Linked DNA regions of Sus scrofa: region 1 is linked to region 2. A link is a contact called in public Hi-C data. All regions are on one chromosome and are shown on one strand. The core of a region is the stretch at or near the end of the contact, and the rest is flanking DNA. Distances in the headings are between cores, read along the strand shown.

Region 1 (3,840 bases), core at 765-3,264, 120 kb after region 2:
AAAATCTATAAGGCTCAGGCTACCTTAGTGGAACATGGAAATAAAAACTGCCTGTACACTTAAGTGACATAAACCAACTCCACTGTTGGATATAAACAATAAACAGCCTTCCTGATATAGGACCCTTTTCTGCAAATTTTCAGACACAGCAGGGTGGACTAGAGACCTCTGAGTGGCTGGTGATGACCAGAAGTTGAACCTAAAGAGAAGGACAGCAAAGAGAAATTGAAGGGCAGCAGGAAAACATCACTCTTTAAGCAATGAAAAGGAGCAGTGGAAATTCACTGAGTCTTTACCAAGGGCCTACTATGAGCCAAGCAACTGGGGCTGCAAAGATGGTCCCTGACCTCAAGGGGCTAATGGTCCTAAGGGTAACACTAAGGGCAAGTGTGTGTGTGATTCTAATTGAGAAAATCAAGCAAGGAAGGCTTCACAGAAAAGGTGCCTTTGAACTGTGTAGGAGGATTTGCAGGGGCGGGGGGTGGGGCACCAGTTTGTGCTAGTATTCTGGGGAAGAAACATTCACATATTTTTATAGCTGTCCCTTTGGGACTTTAAATCAGTGAGGCTTCTTTTATCCAGCACTACTTTGTCAATGCTCTCTTTCCCTTTTTACTTTATTTTAAATGAGATGTTCAAGCCTAGCATTGGAACAAAGCCAGAAAGCCCCAGGATAAGGGGAGTGCTCACTAGATTTGCTCTGTCACCTCCAAATTCAACCATCCCAGCTATCCCAGTGTTGGTCTCCCGGCAGCCAGAAAAGCAAAGCCAATAATATCCTCCGGGGACAAAATCTGGATGCAGACAGACAAGGCTTACCCCTGTTCTGCCAGTAAGCCACCGTGAGAGAGCTTTCTTGCCTCCTAAGCCATGAAGCTCCTAGTCTACCTGTGACAGGAAGACTAGCTCTGCAGAAAAAAGGCTGCATAAAAAGAAGGACGCATCAGATGGCGAAGCGCTAAGGTACTGAGATAATCTTAAAATGTTTAGCAAGGTCCCTGGCACACAGCAAGCGCTGGATGAACGTGAGTTATTAATAATATCGCTATTACTATTATTACACTAACAACTCAATTGTACTCTAACCACAAGAAAATACTGTTTTTGCAGCCTACTTTTATGACGTTGAAGAAGCAACTCCAGAGATGCAGGTGTATTTCAAATTGTTTTAAAGGTACAAGATCCAATTCCAACCGCGCTGGCCTGAGAGCCCCAGACCCTGAGTTCAAGAGCCATTCCAGCCTCTCGTCTGGCGCGTGACCTTGGGCAGGGCACCTCACCTCTCTGTGCCTCAGTTTCCTCATCTCTAAAGTGGGGCTAAGAAGCCCCTCCCTCGCATGGTAGTCGCGGGGGTCCAGCCAGAGGGTATTCTTTAGGGCACCAAGACCCTCCAACAACCCCCCCACACCCCGGATGCAAGGGTAGTTCACGGCCCATCTTCCAAGCCCCCCGGCTCCCGGGCGGACGGGGTAGACGAATGCCCGACCCCGAGGCCCACCGAGCTCCACCGCCTGCAGGAAAAGGGGTCGCGTCTGCGGCGGGTCCCTGAAACTGAGGTCCTGGGCACCGAGAGGTGCGGCCGCTGCCGCCTGCACGCTGTAGACGGCGGGTTTGCCGCGGGCCCCCACCGCCCAGGTGGAGAGCGACCGAGAGAGGCCAGATTGCCCCGGAGCCCTCAGGCGAGGAGGGCGGAGGGAGCCCTAGCACCCGGAGGAGGCTGGCAGCGCTGACTGGTGCCCGGCCGCTCTGGGAAGATGAGATTGGGAAAGAGAAGGCAAGGGAAGCAACGACCCCGCGGTAGCACGGCTTGACCCCCTCCCCCCGCGCCAGCCGGGCTGAGGCGTTCACTCACCTGAGGCTCCGGCAGCCGCCGTCAGCTCAGCAGCCCCGGCGGCGCGAGTTGGGCGGGGGAAAAGCTCCGCGGCGCGCAGGCGCACTGAGTGGGCCTGGCGGCGCATGAGCATTATGCCCGCCCGGGGAACTACGAAGATGGTGCCTGAGCTGGCGCCATCTTCAAGGTAGAATAATTGCCGTTCTTGTTCGTGGTTTCAATTCCTCCTGGCCAACTTCGATCTGAAAGTATTGCATGGAAAGTAAACTAGTAGTTCGTAAGTTTTAAAATACTGTGCTGTTCTGAGAAATGTGATGAAATCTCAGCTCCCTCCCACCTGAGCAAGTAAATGATCTCTTGGTTCAGCATAATACACGTTCCTTATATATGGCACCTGCTCCTTAATCACTTAGTGGCCGCCTCTGTTATTAAATCAATTGGTTACTGCAGTGTTTGTGTTCAGCTAATCCTTATTTTACTTTATAAGGACCCCAAAGTGCAAAAGTAGAATTGTTGGTTTTGGATAAGCCAAAGCGAAGCCATAAAGGTCTTCCTTTAAATAAAAAGGTCAAAGTTATCAATTAGGAAAGGAAATTGTTTGATGAGGTTACTAAGATCTGCCATGAGTTTTCTAATCGCGAAATTGTAAATAAGGGAAAAAAATGTGTGCAAACTGCAATAGTTAGAGCCATGATGCACATAAAAATGCTTGGTTGGAGTTCCCGTCGTGGCTCTGTGGTTAACAAATCTGACTAGGAACCATGAGGTTGCAGGTTCGATCCCTGGCCTTGCTCATGGGTTAAGGATCCAGCATTGCTGTGAGCTGTGGTGTAGGCTGCAGATGCCGCTGGATCTGGTGTTGCTGTGGCTCTGGTGTAGGCTGGTGGCTGCAGCTCCGATTAGACCCCTAGCCTGGGAAACTTCATTTGCCACGGGAGCAGCCCTAGAAAAAGGAAAGAAGACAAAAAAAAAAAAAAAAAAAAGTTTTTGGTTAAGAGTGAAAAGGCAGAGAGTTCCCCTGGAGGCCCAGACAGTTAAGGACCCAGTGTTGTCACTGTACTGGCTCAGGTCTCTGCTTTCGCTCAGGTTTGATGATCCCTGGTCCCTGGAACTTCCACATGCTGCAGATGCAGGAAAAAAAAAAAAAAAAAGACCGAAAAGGCATTAAGTTTGTGGGTGGAGGACATGAACAAAATACATACTATGAATGACAACATGTTGCACCAGAAAGCACTGAGCCTGTTGTCAAATCCAAGTCCATGTTTCTCACTCACAGTGAGGCCAAACAAAGTAATAGACCAGAATTTGGAGCAGAGAAAGATTTCTTGCAGGATGGAGCAAGAAAGTCAGATTGTATTCAAAAGGCCCCAGTGGCTTTCAGGGAACAGATTTTTAAAGGCAATGTTTGGAGTGAGGTCCCAACTTTCTTCTGACTGGTTGGTGGTCAGGTAACAAAGTGGTGTTTCAGGAAACTTAATCATCAACCCTCTGGTTCCAACCAGTCTGGGGTCTACATACTTGCGGTCAGCACGTAGTCACTTCTGCCACAGGGTGGGGGTGGGGTGTCTTTGTTTCTGCATAACAACTCTAAGACAGGTGTCAGATTGTTATGTGTAGCCCTTGAGAAGGAACTGGGACTCTGTTTTATCACTAAACTGTTGTTTCTTTTCTTTTCTACTTCTTTATTTATTTATGTATTTTCTATTTTGGCTCTCCCATGGTTTATGGAATTCCAGGGCCAGGGATCAGATCCCAGCTGCAGTTGCAACCTATGCCACACCTGCAGCAATGCCTGATCCTTTAACCCACTGTGCTGGGCCAGGTATTGAACCTGCATCCTGGTGCTGCAGAGATATCTCACTGCACCACAGTATGAACTCCTGAACTATTGTTTCATGATTGCTTTTCCTTTTCTTCAGCATTCCCTCACTTCCCTAATTAGCAACTGCTTGAATCTGCTCTTTGGGACTCAGGAGAAGCCTAGGAGGCTAAAGCTTGTTTCTACAAAC
Region 2 (3,592 bases), core at 442-2,941:
AACAAGAGTTCCCGTTGCGGTGCAGCAGAAACGAATTGGACTGGAAACCATGAGGTTTCGGGTTCGATCCCTGGCCTTGCTAAGTGGGTAAAGGATCCAGCATGGTGCAGGGTGCAGATGAGGCTCAGATCCCAAGTTGCTGTGGTGTAGGCTGGCAGCTGTAGCTCCTACTCAACCCCCAGCCTGGGAACCTCCATATGCCTTGGGTGCAGCCCTAAAAAGAAAAAAAAAAAAAAAAAAATCTAAGGTTGAGAATGCAGATTTTAGAGTTCCCGCTGTGATGCAGTGAGTTAAGAATCCCACTGCAGTGGCTAGGGTCGCTGCAGAGGTTCAAGTTTGATTCCTGGTCCAGCACAGTGGGTTAAAGGATCTGTCCTTTGCCACAGCTGAAGCTCAAGTCGCAGCTGCAGTTCAGTTTCAATCCCTGGCCCTCAAACTTCCAAATGCTGCGGGTCTGGCCCTAAAAAGAAATAAACAAAAAACCACAAAAAGGGTACATGTGCAGATTTTGAAGTCAGACAGACCCAGATATTAGTTGAGCAAGTTACTTTGATTCTATATACCCACCTCACTGGAATGAAGTGCCTTGTTACACAGCACAGCAAGCATGGCACCACCTGGTGGACTTATTGAAATGCCGATTGTGCACTCTGCCCCAGAATTTCCAATTAGTAGGTCCGGGATGGAGTCTGAGAATGTTTTGCTTTGTTTTGTTTTCCTTCATTTTGGGCTGCACCCACAGCATATGGAAGTTCCTGGGTTAGGGGTTGAATCAGAGCTGCAGAAGCCGGCCACAGCCACAGTCACACTGAATCCGAGCCACATCTGTGACCTATGCCTGAATTTGCAGCAAGGACGGACCTTCAACCCACAGCGCGAGGCCAAGAATCCAACTCACATCCTTCTAGGCACTGGTAGGGTTCTTAACCCGCTGAGCCAAGACGGGAACTCTGAGGTCTGATAATTTGAATCTCTAATCAAGTTCCCAGGCGATGCAGCTGCTGCTGCTCCAGAAAAACACTTTGTGAACATCTAACCAAGTCCATAGCGAGGACACAGTAGATGAATACTCAAATATGCTGATACCTAATAAAATACTCTTTCCACTTGCTCCTCTGCAGCTGGTTCCAACATGCTATACACAGTTTCAGAAAATCATTTCCCCTCTTTGGATCTCAAGGCATACATTTGCCAAAAGACGGTCCAAAAGAGGGTGCTAGGCATGAGGAGACCCCAACTTATTACAGAAAAATTTCTGAGTTAACTTCCCGAACAAAGTCCTATAGGACTTGCACGGTTAGGAGGGAAAAAAAGCAAGGGCTTAAATCCAGAAAAGCAATTTGTGGCTCCAGGGAAGCAAGGTTTGGGCTTTAAAAAGCGCCTTGGGGAATGAAGGGCTGCGTTCTGTCCTGCTGCTCCTGGGGTCAAGCTAAAGTGGATTGGGTGAGCCTCATGTCCAATCTCCGCTTTCGCCTCAGACGCCATTCCTCCGTCTCCATAGCGCCTCCTTGCGCTCGTGTCGCCGTCCCCACCAAGAGTGTCCCTTCCTTCTCCCTCTACCGCGCTGCTGGCGGAAATTTGTCATGACTGCCGCGCGTAGGGCGCTTGCGCCGAAGCGATAGCCCCTCCTCTTTCGCTCTACGGCTGCGCGGCCGTGTATTGGCTGCGTGGGCACGTCGGCGGGAGGACGCGCGGTGCTGCGTTGCTCCGCCCACCGACCTCCTGGTCTCGGCCGAGAGAGCAGAGCCGGGCTGCCTGGTTAGGTGCGGGCAGCCGCAGGCGCGCCGCCGAACACGTCCGCTGAGTGCCACCACCACCGCCCGGCGCCCCGTGACCCGTGACTCCAGACCCCGACCCCTTTTAGATCGGCCCGCGCGCCCCAGGCCCGGCCCGGGCGGCGCGACGGGAGGATGAGCGGCGGGCGGCGGAAGGAGGAGCCGCCTCAGCCGCAGCTGGCCAACGGGGCCCTCAAAGTCTCTGTCTGGAGCAAAGTGCTGCGGAGCGACGCGGCCTGGGAGGACAAGGTGCGGTGGGGCCTGGCGAGGGCGCACGTTCGAATAGTCAGCTGGGACTCGGGGACGAATGGACAGGCCCGAGCCTGCACCTGCCCGGTCCGGACGCAGTAGAGTGGTGGGGCATGTGGCCCAAGGGTGTCTGGTCGAACTTGGCGGACCCGAGCCTGACGGCTGGGCTCCGGGCTCACCACGGAGTGATCTAAGGGTGAAGTCTGCTGGGTCAGCAAGGAGGGGCCGGAGGAGTTGCCCCCGGTCCCACCTCCTCGGGCAGGTCGTGTGCCTGAGCAGTGGGAATGAGCTGAGTTCGATTAGATCTCCGCATTTTACTCCCAGTAGGATCTTGAGTAAGTGACTTATCTTCTCCAAATTAACTACTTGCTACCGTCGTTAGCACGAACAGTAACAGACTTCTACTGAATACTTGCTGTGTGTCAGGCGCACTCTGCATCATCTCATTCACGTCTCAGAACAACTGAGATGGGGTGCTGTGGTGCCTTACAGCTTTAGCACAGTGAAGCGTACTAAAGAGGAGCTGCCACTGCTTACTGAAAAAACCGTCCACTTAAATAAGGGTGAAGAGTTGAGAGGGGAGACTGAGAGCTTTCAGGGGTTGAGTGTGTTTGTGAGAGAGAGGGAGGGAGGGTGGAGGAGAAACCACCGCATGTATGTGAGAAATGTTTGGGAGACTTCGCAATGTCTTTACTGATCAAATACATTCGTAAGATCTGAGTGTAAACACTTCCCCAGCTCTGCTCCCTGGTGTAGAAGGAACCATCAGAAACAACTTGATTCCCATTATCCTGAAAAGAATGTTGTGTTTGCATTCTTTCCCTAGTTTTTTTGGACTGCAGAGGTAGGTATTTCTGGAAGAGGGGCAGGGTTGGGAGGCACTTCCTGAAGGTCCCTCTTCCTGTCCCCAGTCTGCTGAGCTCTCTGTAAAAACTTTCTACTTTGCTGTGTCATTTCTTTCTTTCTTTGTATAAGGACACATTTCTGCAGTCTAGGGCAGGTCAGAAGCCTGAGACTTCCATGTTCTTACATAAAAAATTAGATATGCTGGAGTTACTTTTGTGGCTCAGAGGAAGTGAATCCATCAAGTTTCTATGAGGACTTGGGTTTGATCCCTAGCCTCGCTCAGTGGGTCCTGGATCTGGCATTTCTGTGAGCTGTGGTGTAGGCCAGCGGGTGTAGCTCTAATTAGACCCCTAGCCTGGAAACTTCCAAATGCCATGGGTGCAGCCCTAAAAAGTAAAAAACAAACAAACAAAAAAAAACTTAAAATTTTTTTAAAAAATTAGACCTGCTTCCAGCACTTTTGTTTCTAATCTGTTCTCTTCTTTGTGACTTACTCAGAATGTAGTTTGTGGGAAGGTGATGCTGAATTGGTTAACAGTTAACCCTTCTGCCTGTGGAGTCTGTCCAGGTCTCCCCAGGTGACATAATAAGAGTTATTTATGACGGGTAGCTCAGTTACTATCACACTTTCATTTTTACAGCTTCTAAAAAAGGATAAATGATTTTTCTAAAATTTTTATTCAGAGCACATGCCCTGGAAGCCATCACTTAGGGTAACTAAA

What was found. Hi-C and Micro-C count contacts between places; a contact is called where the count stands out from the background.
Region 1: a Hi-C map of liver shows a contact between it and region 2, with 4 times the contacts expected there. The contact joins the promoter of NDRG3 here to the promoter of C17H20orf24 in region 2. A contact is called at or near these places in 1 of 5 promoter capture datasets (fetal liver), 4 of 47 Hi-C or Micro-C datasets (embryonic fibroblasts, fetal skeletal muscle and liver) and 1 of 2 datasets of contacts at active chromatin or transcription factors (alveolar macrophages).

Annotation. Positions count from the first base shown.
Region 1 is chr17:39,985,740-39,989,579 of Sscrofa11.1, forward strand. It overlaps NDRG3 (protein NDRG3), which reads right to left and starts at 2,015. Exons shown (of 16, transcript XM_021077356.1): 1 at 1,853-2,015.
Region 2 is chr17:39,867,158-39,870,749 of Sscrofa11.1, forward strand. It overlaps C17H20orf24, which reads left to right and starts at 1,692. Exons shown (of 4, transcript XM_021077901.1): 1 at 1,692-2,024. The coding sequence starts at 1,911. LOC110257439 (a long non-coding RNA gene) reads right to left here and starts at 1,623. Exons shown (of 4, transcript XR_002340025.1): 1 at 568-1,623.